3 separate regions of the Mus musculus genome follow, and all the other regions are linked to region 1. A link is a contact called in public promoter capture Hi-C and targeted proximity ligation data. All regions are on one chromosome and are shown on one strand. The core of a region is the stretch at or near the end of the contact, and the rest is flanking DNA. Distances in the headings are between cores, read along the strand shown. Region 1 holds the start of Rasgrp2 (RAS, guanyl releasing protein 2). Region 2 holds the start of Rbm14 (RNA binding motif protein 14). Region 3 holds the start of Peli3 (pellino 3).

Region 1 (4,248 bases), core at 1,030-3,529:
GGAGGCCCTGGGGCAGAGCAGGGGCTGATCCAAGACGTTAGGGGAGAATGAGGCCAAGGCCTAGGTAACAGGAGAGCCCAAGTCCTCAGTTAGGCACAGGGCAAAGCCTAGGTCCTAGAAGACTGATCAGTGTCTGAATTGTGTGATATAGGTAGGGTCTGCACTCTATGTTCTAAGGTCTTGAGCAAGCCAAGCAGAATGGACTCGTGGACAACAGAGCCTGAGCCATGCCCCATCAAGGATATAAGTGGAGCAGTTTCGAAGCCAGCTGAGAGGAAGGTATGTACCAGGGGTGCATCATGAGAAACATGCGCACTAGCTGTGGATCTCGCACCTTTCCGGAGTCATCTGCTCCAAAAGTCCAAAAGAAGCCAGCTGACCCTTGGTCCGGAGGCACAGATGCCTAGTCTGCAGTCTGGTGACAGGTCCCTGGGTCTGCACTCCGGACCTCACCCACCTACTGCATTTCCCAACACTCCAAAGCCAGGAGTGAAAATTGAGAAATAAGTCTGGGTGGATGAGGGGTACCACAGGATCCAAAGGCTGGAGGAGGAGAGCTTGGACCAAGCCCGTCGTCAGGAGGGGAACCAGCTGGAGCGGAAGGAGCCTGGGTTCCCCGGGGTCAAGAATCCAGAGGTCATTTCCTGAGTGTTGGGGGAAGGGGCACCCCTTTCACCCGATAAACCAACCCCCATCTGCCGGAAACAGTTCCCAGGCTAGAGATAGAGAGTTCCTCCGGATCCCCCAGGGAGACAGATAATGCCCCTCCCAGGTCAGTGTTGGGACCCTGGGGCCCCTTCCTTGACGTCTGTACAAGGGGTACATTGGGGTACTTCTCCGCAAAATCAAGGAGCTTTTCTTAAGAAGACTTCAAAATAGGAGCCTGGGTAGGTTCTGGCCTAGAGTCTGGTTCAGGGTCCAGCTGGGTGTGACCCCTCGTGCTGCATGCAACTCACCAAACGCTTCGATGCAACCACGGAGCAGCTCCTCCACGGTGCAGCCCTTGTCCAGGTCCAGAGTGCTCGTCATGGCTGCCGGTGCCAGTAGGCTAGACCCAAGCTACACTCTCAGAGCCTCCCACGGTGCTCAATTCGGACCCCTGTCCTGGGAGAAGTGGGAGTCAGCAGAGGCGCGGGAGGTGGGGGGAGCGGCTCGGCGCGTAGGAACGGGGCGGAGTGGGCACGCCCCCTGCTGGGCATGGGCGGAGTTGCCTGCCGTTGCCCCTCTAGGGTTAAACGGTCCTGCCCCGGGATGGTGCAACTCGCTAGTTGGGAAATGGACTAGCTGAGAGGCTTCCGGCCCACCCGCGGAGTCGCGGGAGGTTAGAAGGGTTCTACGAGAATAAGGGACGAGCCAGGACCCCAGGGGTTAGTTAGTGCCCCAAGCCTCCTGGCGGGCCCTCCTCTCCTTGCATTTGCTCCCCACAGGCACCTGCAACACCCCACAGCTTGACTCTGCACTCCTCCCGCTTCCCCTCCCTTCACAGCCTCCCTTCCCCCGCAGGGTTATTTTGGGAACCCAGTGCCTGAGGGGACCTCGGAGGAATTTCTCCCTGGGATGGAAGGAGGGAGGAGGGAACCCAGGAGTCCTGCCTACATCTCCCCCTCCTGGGCTCCCCGAGTGGGAGGCGGGGCCGTAGCATCCCCCAGGGGCCTGCCCTTGGGGAGGAGGGCTAGAGAGAAGAACATTCCTGGGGCGGGGGGTGGGAGGGGTAGCCCACTGCGGTTGGGAGATGTCAGTGGGAAGCCAAAGCCTGGGAACCGCGGACTCCCAACCCACAAGTACTAAGGTCCCAGGAGTCCGGTCCTAGCCCTTCCAGAATTGCCATATATCTTCCCAACCTGGGCTCCCGCCTTCCCACCCACCCTGCTGCATAGTTAAATTGTGCGTGAGAGCACCGAGTAGGGAGCCCAGAAGGGGCCGCTAGCGCCATGGCCTGCATGACACCATTAATAATCCTGGTCATCAGTGGGGACTATAAAAGCACCCATGCAGGAACAAACACCTATTCTCTAGACTAGGTATTTGCCGAAGGCCAATGACCTACATTAAGTGCAAGAAGACCCTTTTCACACACACCAGGGTCATAGACACCTCCCGTCCTAATCACACACAATGGCACCCACATCCCATGCACACCTGCAATGAAAATCCTCAGCCACACATACCCAAGTCCTTTACTTCAGAATGCAAACCTGAATGCAGTTCACCTCCCAGACCTTCTGTTCACTTGAACCAGCTCAGCCTCTGATCTCTCGATCACAGTAGCTCTGACATCTGAACACGTGTGCACACACGCAAAGACAGTGCATCTCCACGCATGTACACTCCCACACGCATCCACATACCCCCTGGTTGCGCACACACCCATTCTGCCGCCCCTCCCCCCTCAACCAGGCTCCAGGGCTCGCAGCCCCAAAGCCTGGGGTTCTTTACATTCCTGGATCTCGCCAAAACCTTGTCCCAAGGAAAGGGACCTCGCCCTTACACAGACTCCCCTACATTAGGGAATCCTCCCGAGGACTTCTCAGAGTCGTTCCCTCCTGACTGTTACTTCCTTGCTGGGTGACCTTGAGAATCATTTAGTCTCTCTGAACCTCAATTTTCCCATCTGTCAAATGGGGACTTGCAGGGAAGAGCCTGGTAGATACGTTTCAGGCGAGCACCGGAATGCCTCGAACGCCCCCCTCCTGCGGGTGGCTCTAAGTGCCTCATCCCCTCCGCAAGCTCTGTCCCACCCAGGACCGCAGATTCCCCACCCACCCGCAGTCCCCGCCAGCCTGCCCCTAGGAGATCCCTAGGGGCCGCACCCTCTGTGTCCCACGCCCCACCCGCGCGCGTGCTCGCTCACTCACTCTTGGGACCCGCAGCGCGGACCCCGAACCCTGCCCGGCCAGCGCCACCTCCGTGCGCTCCCGCCCGCCGGCCTCGCTGCGGCTGCGGCTCCCACCCGGTCTCCGCGCCGCGGCCCAGCGCCCTGCCGCCCCGCCCCCTCCCCGCCCCTGCACCCCGCGCCGCGCCTCCTCCACCGGGGACTCCCCCTCTCGCCCCGCGCGCGCCGGGCCCTGAAGCAGATTAACCCCTCCCCTGCCGCCCCAGAGAGTTTAACCGCGGGCGGGGGGCTGCGCCACTGTTGGTGTGGGGACCGCGTGCAGCAGCCCTCCCCCACCGCGACACCCCCGGGCTCTGCGCCCCGCCTGGGTGTCGCACGGAGGAAGCCGGGAGGGGCAGGAAGCGGACTGCGGTGGGGAAGGGGCGCCCCGCCCAGCCCCCCGGTCCGGGTTCCTGTTTTCGAGACAAACCGTTCCCACGGGGTTCACCCTGCCCGGGCCCGGGCGTCTTCCTGCGGGCGGCGGAGGCCCGGGCGTGGTGGAGGTCGCGGGCGTGGGGCTGCGGATCCTTGCGATGGCCTGGGGGAGGGGCTGGGACAGAATGCGAGCTGGTTTTGGTCCAGTGGAGCCTCAAAAAGCCAGGAATGAATGAACGAACACGCGGCTCCCTGGGAACCCAGGTTCGTTGTCTAGAGATGGGGCGAGGGACACCCCACTGGGCAAGAGAGAAAGAGGCGTCTATAAATTGGGTAGGTGCTTTGCAGTTTCGGAACTGGAAGCCTTGGATGCATGGGCCGAGACGAGGAACTTGGGAGGGGCAGCCACAAGCAGTTATGTCCCTCACACCTAGCCTAGGGATAGGTAACAGTTTCCGGCCGTTTAGACTCACTATGAAACCCAGGGCCGCAAAACCCCTTCCGAGGATTGCCCCTCCTTGCCTTGGGCGAGGGAAGCAGTCCTCTGCACTTCAATCTTGGTTTATGTGAGGCTCAGAAGAGGCCCCTTATATACCTCAGTTTCTCCAGAACCGGGAATATACCACTGTTCTCGCCTAAACGATCTGCGAATGCCCTAAGCCCTAACACTCCCCTGGTTTTGAATTTATTTTAGCCACCTGCTAAGAGACCCTAAAACGCCGCAGTGGGGCGGGGCTAGGGGCGGAGCCAAGAAGGCGCCAAGCCTCCTCTAGACCCTCCCCCAGACAGCGGGGAAAGCTCCGTAGTCCGGGAGGATTCGGCCCGAGTACCGACTCCCTAACCCGGTGGGCCCCACCCAGACAGACGCCCCGCCCCCGACCAACTAAGCTGGCCGCTGACCTAGTATGGACACAGCGCTGGGAAGAGAGGCGTGGAGGGCGACACCGGAAAAGGGACTGAGTCCCAGACACCGCCTATGGGCCGCCCCTCTCTCCCCACAG
Region 2 (4,248 bases), core at 619-3,118, 1.6 Mb after region 1:
GAAGGAAAGGGGAGCTCACATGAACAAGAAACCCACAAAGGGATAGAGAGATGGCTTAGCAGTTAAGAGTACAGGAGCAGCCGGGCGTGGTGGGCACTCGGGAAGCAGAGGCAGGCAGATTTCTGAGTTTGAGGCCAGCCTGGCCTACAAAGTGAGCTCCAGGACAGCCTGGGCTACACAGAGAAACCCTGTCTCGAAGGAAAAAAAAAAAAAAAAAAAAGAACAGAAACAGCTCCCAGCAGCATCCATATGACAGCTCACTAACATCAGGATCTGACGCCCTCTTCTGGCTTCCGCAGGCACTGCATGCACGTGGTATATGAATACATACAGGCAAACATTCATACACACAAAACATTAAAAGAAAGCCGCCAAGACTCAAGAGACCTCTCCCCAAGGTTATTTGTTTATTTGACATAGGGTCTCACATATCCCAGGCAATTTGGGATGACTTTCAACTTCTGACCCTTAAAGCTGTGAGTACAGCAGTGGGCTGCTTTGTTCTGTTCTTTTGAAATTTTTTTAGTTTTGTTTGTTTGTTTTTGAGACAGGGTTTCTCTGTGCAGTCCTGGAACTCACTCTGTAGACCAGGCTGGCCTCGAACTCAGAAATCTGCCTGCCTCTGCCTCCCAAGTGCTGGGATTACAGGGATGGCTTAAATTTTTTTAAAAGATTTATTTATTATTATATCTAAGTATACTGTAGCTGTCTTCAGATGCACCAGAAGAGGGCGACAGATCTTACTATGGATGGTTGTGAGCCACCATGTGGTTGCTGGGATTTGAACTCAGGACCTTTGGAAGAGCAGTCGGTGCTCTTAACCACTGAGCCATCTCTCCAGCCTTTTTTAAATTTAACGTTATTTTATGTGTGTGGGTGTTTTGCTTGTTTCTCTGCGTACCACAGATGTGCAATGGCCAGTTCTCTTGGAACTGGAATTAGCTGGTTTGTAAGCCCTCATGTTGGTGCTGGGAATCGAACTCAAGTTTTCTGGAAAAGCAGCAAGCTCTCTTACCAGTGAGCAGCCCCTCTAAGTTTTTGCTGTTTTTTTAAAGACAGGGTCTCTCTATATCCTTGCCTATCCTGGATCTCACTATGTAGACCAGGCTGGCCTCGAACAAATTTCTTTCGATTTTGCTTCCTGGTTGCTGGGATTAAAAGGGTGCCCACCACTCCTGGCCCCCTCCTCATATATTTTTAAGATCCAACTTTTGGCTTCCTCAGGATTACTGATCTTCTACTTTATGGAACATAATACTGTGATAAACTTCATGCATACAATAAATGGTCATCATCGTAATTCTCGAAATTCCATCAGGTTGAGACAGACAGACGCTCAATATTCACTGTCTGCAAAATCCTCCAGAGCTCAAGCAACCCCAAGTAATGTGCTTGCAAAGAAAGAGTTACAGTCCCTTCCTACTCCAAGCATATAGTGTCGGGGGCCAATCCCAGACTAAAAGGGGTTTGTCCTGGTTTCTCCTCCGGGCGCGGCCTTACCGCAGACGCTGAGGCTGCCATCACAACACCCAGGGTTTGGCTGCGGCAGCTCAAACGGAGGAGCCCGGACTTCCCTAAAGAACAAAGTTTTCCTTGGGGCCCCGCCGGGACGCCACACCCTGGCCGGAGGTAGCTCTTCTGACTAGGCCTCTGCGGACTCGGCCGGAGCGCGCTTCCCCGTCCCCAGCCCTCCTTTCCCCTCCCCCCGAAGGTGGCGGTTGGTCGCGCGCCTCTATGCTTTTTCCACCCCCTCCGTTAACAAGGGGCTCCAGGCCCTCTGGGATTGGCTGCGTCAAAGGACATCTGCTCTCAACCTGTTTGATTGGCTGCTATCCGCGCGCGATGCCGCCTCCAATTGGTTAGGTTAGAGCGCCTGCGCGGCGGGGTTCTCGGTCGCCAGCCATTCCTGTGGAGGACTGCGGGTCGTTCGGACGTTTTGCCTGTCGCTGTAGGAGAGGTCCTGTCTCTCCGAGAAGGCGGTTGCGGCGGCAAAATGAAGATTTTTGTGGGCAATGTCGATGGGGCGGATACGACACCGGAGGAGTTGGCAGCTCTCTTCGCGCCCTATGGCACGGTCATGAGCTGCGCCGTCATGAAACAGTTTGCCTTCGTGCACATGCGCGAGAACGCTGGCGCGGTGCGCGCCATCGAGGCCCTGCATGGCCACGAGCTGCGTCCAGGTCGCGCGCTCGTGGTGGAGATGTCGCGCCCGAGGCCCCTGAACACTTGGAAGATTTTCGTGGGCAATGTATCGGCTGCATGTACAAGTCAGGAATTGCGCAGCCTCTTCGAGCGCCGTGGACGCGTCATCGAGTGTGACGTGGTAAAAGGTAACGCGGGAGCGCGCTCGGGAGGGGACACGCGCGGTGCTCTCTGCCTCTTAGCCACGCCCCTCACTCTGGGGTTGGTCCTCAGGGTTGGGAATGATGGGGAAGTGTGCAGGAGCGGGGCCTAAGGTGCTGGGGGCGAGTTGGGTAGAGCCACCCTTCTCCCCTGCGGTCCCAGCAACATTCATCAAGTGGGAGGAGTCGGTTCCGGGCGGGTGCAGTGGCCACTGCAAGCCGAAGCCTCGGGGCTGGGGACGCGCCAGAGATTTGCGAGTGTGCGGGGTTGGGAGGAGGCGCCTTTTCCTGGTTGCATGAGCCTGGCACCAAAATGAAATGGAAAGGGAAGGGCACCAACCGGATTATGGAGCGGTGAAAAGAGTTCGCCACTTCCCCACTTCCTCTCCAGAATTTGGTCAGATCGAGGGAAAAGGGAAAAGGTTGGGTTGAAGCCCCAAGGCCGCTCTGGCGTTCCTTCCCGATGCTTCCCGGAAGGTAGCGGGCCCTTGGTTTCTCGGGTTCGGGCTTTTTTAGTATTGTCTGGAATGAATCTGCTTGTGGGCATGGGAGGGGCCTTTTCGGAACCCCTTTGACCTTTCAGTATTCGATGGGTTAGCCTTGGCGGTTTTGTGCTTTTTAATTCTTTTCCTCCACCCTCCACTTTGTGTTGGGTTTTACAACTTAACAAGTGGAAGCCCCGGTTTTCTGCGTTATTTTTGCATGTGAAAGGGGGCTATTAAGCCTCTCCCTCGTTAGCCTTTTACTTGCTAAGCTGGTGCCTCCGGGCACAGATGTTTATTAGCTTGGTGAGATTGCAAAGGGGAATACTCTGGCTGGGGGGGGGGGGGGTGTTGAGAGGGGCGTGTGAGATTTCTATTAAACTTGGTTTTAACACCATTTATTTAGTTAGTACTTTTTATTGCTTGAATAATTCTTAGGACAGCTTGCTAGTTTGCTATTTCCTTTGAGGAAATGTCTTTTTCAGACCCTGTTGATTTTCATATGTTGGGGTTTTATCTCTTTATCTTTCAAATACCTGCTTTTTTTATGTTGGCAAGATTTTATGAGACACCCAGACCGATGTGGGTTTCACTGATGAGAGTTAACTTTGCCCTGTCATTTTCAACAGTGCACCCTGGGAGTGAGGCCTTGTTTATTCCCTAGTTGTGCTGTTGTTGGATTCATATCTGCTTGTGCCTTGTAAGGAATTTTGAGGACAGGAACTACATGTGGGTATAGGTGCTTGCTCATTCTCATCAAGGGTTCATTTGCTGTTCTGGAAAGTCACAACTTTGGGCCATTCCTTGTCTTTTCAAAGAGGGGGGTGAAGGGTCATAGGATGTGCATTTATAGGAACGAAATGTTTGTTCTGTCTAATACTGCATTCTGTTTCCTTCAATTCAGGTTATATCTGGAATCTGACTTTACTGCAAACTTTAAGCAGGCTGTGTGATTTATGGGTTTTTGCTTCTGTTTAGTGTAAACGAGTGGGAAAGGTCTCAGTTTGGGTACTTGGTCAGCAAATGCATGGGATGTATGAGTTTTTATGAGAGTCTCAATTGACCTATCTAGTTTTTTTTTTGTAGTTCTTAGGTAGTCTGGATGGTAGAGTGGGAGTAGAATTCAGTACCTGAGGGGGACAGACTCCTTTGGAATTTGTATGGTTCAATAAGCTTTTTCTCTGATGGTAGGCCAGAAATTTGCTTGAATTTGTTTGGGACTGGCAGTCAGTGACTGTGGTGGTTGGGATGTAGAACTAGATTCTCTGTGAGAGAAGGTTTGTGCATTTCTTTCCTTTTGAAAACATATTTATAGCAGAACTACACTCTAGGCTGATATGACACAGACTCTATCCTTTGCTGTAAGAGATTTGGTGAGATTTGAACGTACTTCTACTGATGCCGGTACCTCAGTTGGGGTGACA
Region 3 (4,248 bases), core at 1,298-3,797, 1.5 Mb after region 1:
TGGCCTTCTGAGTGGCATCGAGGAAGTTCCTTTATGACCAACGAGTGAGTTTCTTTGGCTCAAAACAGTTGGCAAAGCAGTTGGTGTTTTTCATGGTCTTAGGCAGGGAGTTAGTGGAATGGATGTGGGGCTTAGAGAGTCTGGGAGTTTGGGGGTGAGATTGCATTTGCTCCCTTTTAGGAACAAGTGAGTCAACTTCCACTCATCCTCTGTGGCAGGAGTCACAGGCCATGTTCTCTGCGCATAGGTCCTTGATTTCCTCGGAAAACACATTTCAAACTCTGGGGCTAGGGCAGAGGTGTAGTTTGGTTGGTAAAGTGCTAGCCTAGCACCTGTGAATCACTGTGTTTGATCCCAGGCACTGAATAAACTAGGTGTGGTGCCTCACACCTGTAATCCCGGCACGGGAAAAATGAAAAGCGGAGGCAGGAGACTCAGAAGGTTGTCCTCTGAGTTCAAGGGTAGCCTGAACTGCCTCAGAACAAATGAGCAATTCAGGGGTTAACTGGCCATTGGGATATCGTTCCAGACCAGGAGGTACTAAGCAGAAGAGACCACAACTGAGTCTCTCTCTCTCTCTCTCTCTCTCTCTCTCTTTTTATTAGATATTTTCTTTATTTACATTTCAAATGTTATCCCCTTTCCTAGTTTCCCTCCCGAAAATCCCCTATCCCTTCCTCCCACCCCCTGCTCACTAACCCACCCACTCCCACTCCCTGGACCAAGCATTCCCCTATACTGGGACAGGACCAAGGGCCTCTCCTCCCATTGATGACCGACTAGGCCATCCTCTGCTACATATGCAGCTAGAGCCATGAGTCTCTCCGTGTGTTTTCTTTGATTGGTGGTTTAGTCTCAGGGAGCTCTGAGGTTACCAGTTAGTTCATATTGTTGTTCCTCCTATAGGGCTGCAAACCCTTTCAGCTCCTTGGGTACCTCATCTAGCTCCTTCATTGGGGACCCTGTGCTCTGTCTAATGGATGACTGTGAGCATCTACTTCTGTATTAGCCAGGCACTGGCAGAACCTCTCAGGAAACAGCTATATATCAGACTCCTATCAGCAAGCTCTTCTTGGCATCTGCAATAGTGTCTGGGTTTGGTAGTTGCACAACTGAGTCCATCTCTAGTTCATGGCAGCTTTCAAAGTCAGGAGTTCATCAGGTTTGGCGGCCCTTGCTTTTAACTCCAGCTTTTTGGAGGCTAGTCTGATGATGTACATGGTGAGCTCCAGGCCATTCAGGGGTATACAGTGAGACTCTCAAAACTAACAAACAAGCAAACAAAGTAAGGGGACTAGAGATGGCTCAGTGGCTAAGTGCAATGGCTGCTTGCTCTTTCAGAGAGCCTGGGTTTTTATTATTATTATTATTATTATTATTATTATTATTATTATTAGACAGGGTTTCTCTGTATAGTCCTGGCTGTCCTGTAACTCACTCTGTAGACCAGGCTGGCCTTGAACTCAGAAATCCGCCTGCCTCTGCCTCCCAAGTGCTGGGATTAAAGGCTTGCGCCACCACTGCCCAGCTCTGGGTTTGATACTTAGCACTGGCATGGTGGCTCACAACTGTTTGTAACTCCAGTCCCAGAGAATTCGAGTTTCTGGCCTCTGTTGGCACCAGGTAGGCATACAAGTGGTGCACAACCATACACGGAAGCAAAATACTCATATACATGAAAATAGATTTAATATAAAAAAAATAATGAGTCGTTCAAGGGCTGGAGATGTTGGTAAGTGGTAAAGTGTTTATCAAGGTGTATGAAGCCATGGGCCAGATCCTCTCTTGGTTCCTTTGTAGCAAGCCATTTCTGTAAATCTGTTTTGTGGCATCGGGGACAGGGGTGACAGGCCACAATTATCGTACCCGCCTTCCAAGGATTACAGGACTTAATTTGCCCAAATTCAACCCAGAGAGCCTGGTACTGACAGAAGAAAGCCTGTGGCCCTGAGGGACCGAGCACCCCAAAGTGGGCTTTCCTTTGAGGCTTTGCAAAGGATAGAAGCATGCTGTTGGGAGGGGAGGTCAGTGATTCATGTCTCTGGACACCAAGGAGGCCAGAGCTCACTGATTGTTGCACAGAGAGAAAGTGGTCGCGCTGAACTGAAAGACAGATCTGCACTCGAGACAACCGCAGTGGCTTTCCTCAGCCTCCACGGGTGATGCACCTTCCTCCGCCTCTTCTAGTAGTTTCCTTCCCTCTGTTTGCTCTGGGCTTCTCTGTAATTCCGAGATTTCCCCATAAAGGAGGCGGGGTCTTGGAGCAGCGGGTGGGCAGTCGCTAGTCTTAGGTTGGGAAAAGGAGCCTCTAGATTACTGTGTGAAAGGAGGCTCCGGTCTCGGGGAGAACCTAGAAGACCCCAGAATGAGGGTGAGGTGTCCGGAGCCTGGAATAAGAGAGGGGTCTTGTAGACAACCTCTTTGGCTTCCCAGACTACAGCCAGGCTTAAGCCGCAGGAGGCGGAGCCTCGGGGTAAGGTGGGGCCTCTAGGGGCGGAGCCGGGGCGGGGCGTGGGGCAAGGGGTGGGGCGTGGAGGTTTGTGTGCACATCCCTCCCTCCTCCGGGCCTCGGGTGTCCCCGTGACGAGGCTGCACCGAGCAGCCGCGGGCCGGGCCCATCCCGCCGCGGCAGTCCCGGGGCGCAGTAGAGGTGAGGCGGGTGGGGGCCAGCAGCACACAGAGAGCCCCAGAACGCCGCCAGGTGAGGCTGGCGAGGTGGGGGGCGGGGGGCTGTGTTGGGCGTGCGTTGGGGGCGTGTTTGAGTATCTGGGGGTGGCGGGGTTAAGAGAGCGGGTCTGAGGGCTGGCGCCTGTGGCTGTTAGCGCGGAGGCGCGTCTCTGCCGTAGGAGTTCTTGGGTATGCTGTGCCAGTCTAGGCACTGCCCGCGGGACTGACAGCGTGCGCGCGCGTATTTGTGAGGGGCCGCCTGGTGTGTATCTGCGTATGCTGTCATTGTGCCCTTCCCGAGCACGGGGTGCAGGCCTGCCTCTGCGCAGACCTTCCAACGTTGGGGCTGTTAACAGCCTGCGGGCGACTGACTCTGCTGCAGGAGGTGCCCGACTGGGGAGCGCCGCCCCCACAGGCCTCCAGAGACCTAAGCGGCCTGAGGACCACAGACAGACACCTGAGGGAGGGAGGGATCTGGAGGCCTGCCTGCATTGCCAGGCTAAGATAGGGAGACTGAGTCAGGTGGGTGGTAAGACAAAGGCAGACAGATAGAGGAAGGATAGAAGTAGGGACCGGAGTGGGGCGAGAACAGGCAGAAAAGGACGTGCTGGGAGGACAGAGAGTCATTGAGAACAGACAGACTGACAGAGGCCTAGACCTGCTGCAAAAAGGGCAATAAGATTAGAATGAAGACAGACACCCAAGAACCTGACAGAGAGCTTAACTGAGGTCTTGGGGTTAAGAGCTTAAGCCAGGAATTAAGTCTGAGTCTAGAGGTCTCTTAAGTCCTGGCTGCCCCTCTGCCAAACACATTCCATCCAAAGTTGGTATATTGCTCTAACCGACCAAACACTCTGACTCTGATTTTGCCATTTGTTTCTTGGTCTTGTCTCACCAGTCTCCCTCCTTGGTATCCCAGCAACCTCACCATTTGGGGGAAAGGAAGTAGTTATAATAACAAGTGTTGACGGACCATTCTTGCCTTGTGTCTAGCCAGAGCCTGAGAGGAGCTGGGGTGGGAAGTTGCAAGGTTCTTTTCTCTTCTCCCACTGTGCTCAGAATGGTGCTGGAAGGAAACCCTGACGTGGGATCCCCCCGGACCTCAGACCTCCAGCACCCGGGGAGCCAGGGCTCTTGCATCCTGTCTTGTCCTGGTGAAGAAGCACTGGCAGGCGAGGAGCCCATCAAGTATGGTGAACTCATCGTTCTGGGGTGAGCCTCCCTAGTCCAGGAGTGATGTGCTTGGGTAACTGTCCCTCAGGTCAGCCAAGATAACAGTGTGCACCGGCTGCTCTCCCAGGACTCTCTGCTTCTTGCCACTTTCCCAGAAGAAGAGCAAAAGTGATCAAACCCATTTCTGTTGTTTTGTTTTGGAGACAGGGTTTCTCATAGCCTTGGCCTGGAACTTGATGAGTAGACCAGGGTAGCCTTGAACTCGGAGATCCACCTGTCTCTGCCTCCCAAGTACTGGGATTAGAGGTATACACCACAACCAGCAGCCGGAGGCAATTCTTAAAGCTGCTCACCACAGTTTGTAATCAGCTAAGAAAAAGAATAGCAAAAAAAGAGTCTGTAAAGCAC

What was found. Promoter capture Hi-C pulls out the DNA fragments that hold promoters and counts their contacts.
Region 2: a contact with region 1 is called in a promoter capture Hi-C map of pre-B cells, with 2.6 times the contacts expected there. A contact is called at or near these places in 2 of 39 promoter capture datasets (neutrophils and pre-B cells), 1 of 484 Hi-C or Micro-C datasets (B cells) and 1 of 9 other capture datasets (liver).
Region 3: a contact with region 1 is called in a targeted proximity ligation map of pancreatic cancer cells. A contact is called at or near these places in 1 of 39 promoter capture datasets (liver) and 1 of 130 datasets of targeted methods (pancreatic cancer cells).

What each region holds. Positions count from the first base shown.
Region 1 is chr19:6,398,572-6,402,819 of GRCm38.p6, reverse strand. It overlaps Rasgrp2 (RAS, guanyl releasing protein 2), which reads right to left and starts at 2,279. Exons shown (of 17, transcript NM_011242.3): 1 at 2,169-2,279; 2 at 957-1,099; 3 at 246-348. The coding sequence starts at 1,029.
Region 2 is chr19:4,809,254-4,813,501 of GRCm38.p6, reverse strand. Rbm14 (RNA binding motif protein 14) reads left to right here and starts at 1,868. Exons shown (of 3, transcript NM_019869.3): 1 at 1,868-2,330. The coding sequence starts at 1,994. Gm21992 (predicted gene 21992) reads left to right here and starts at 1,903. Exons shown (of 3, transcript NR_157185.1): 1 at 1,903-2,330.
Region 3 is chr19:4,941,391-4,945,638 of GRCm38.p6, reverse strand. It overlaps Peli3 (pellino 3), which reads left to right and starts at 2,547. Exons shown (of 7, transcript NM_172835.3): 1 at 2,547-2,701; 2 at 3,727-3,879. The coding sequence starts at 3,728.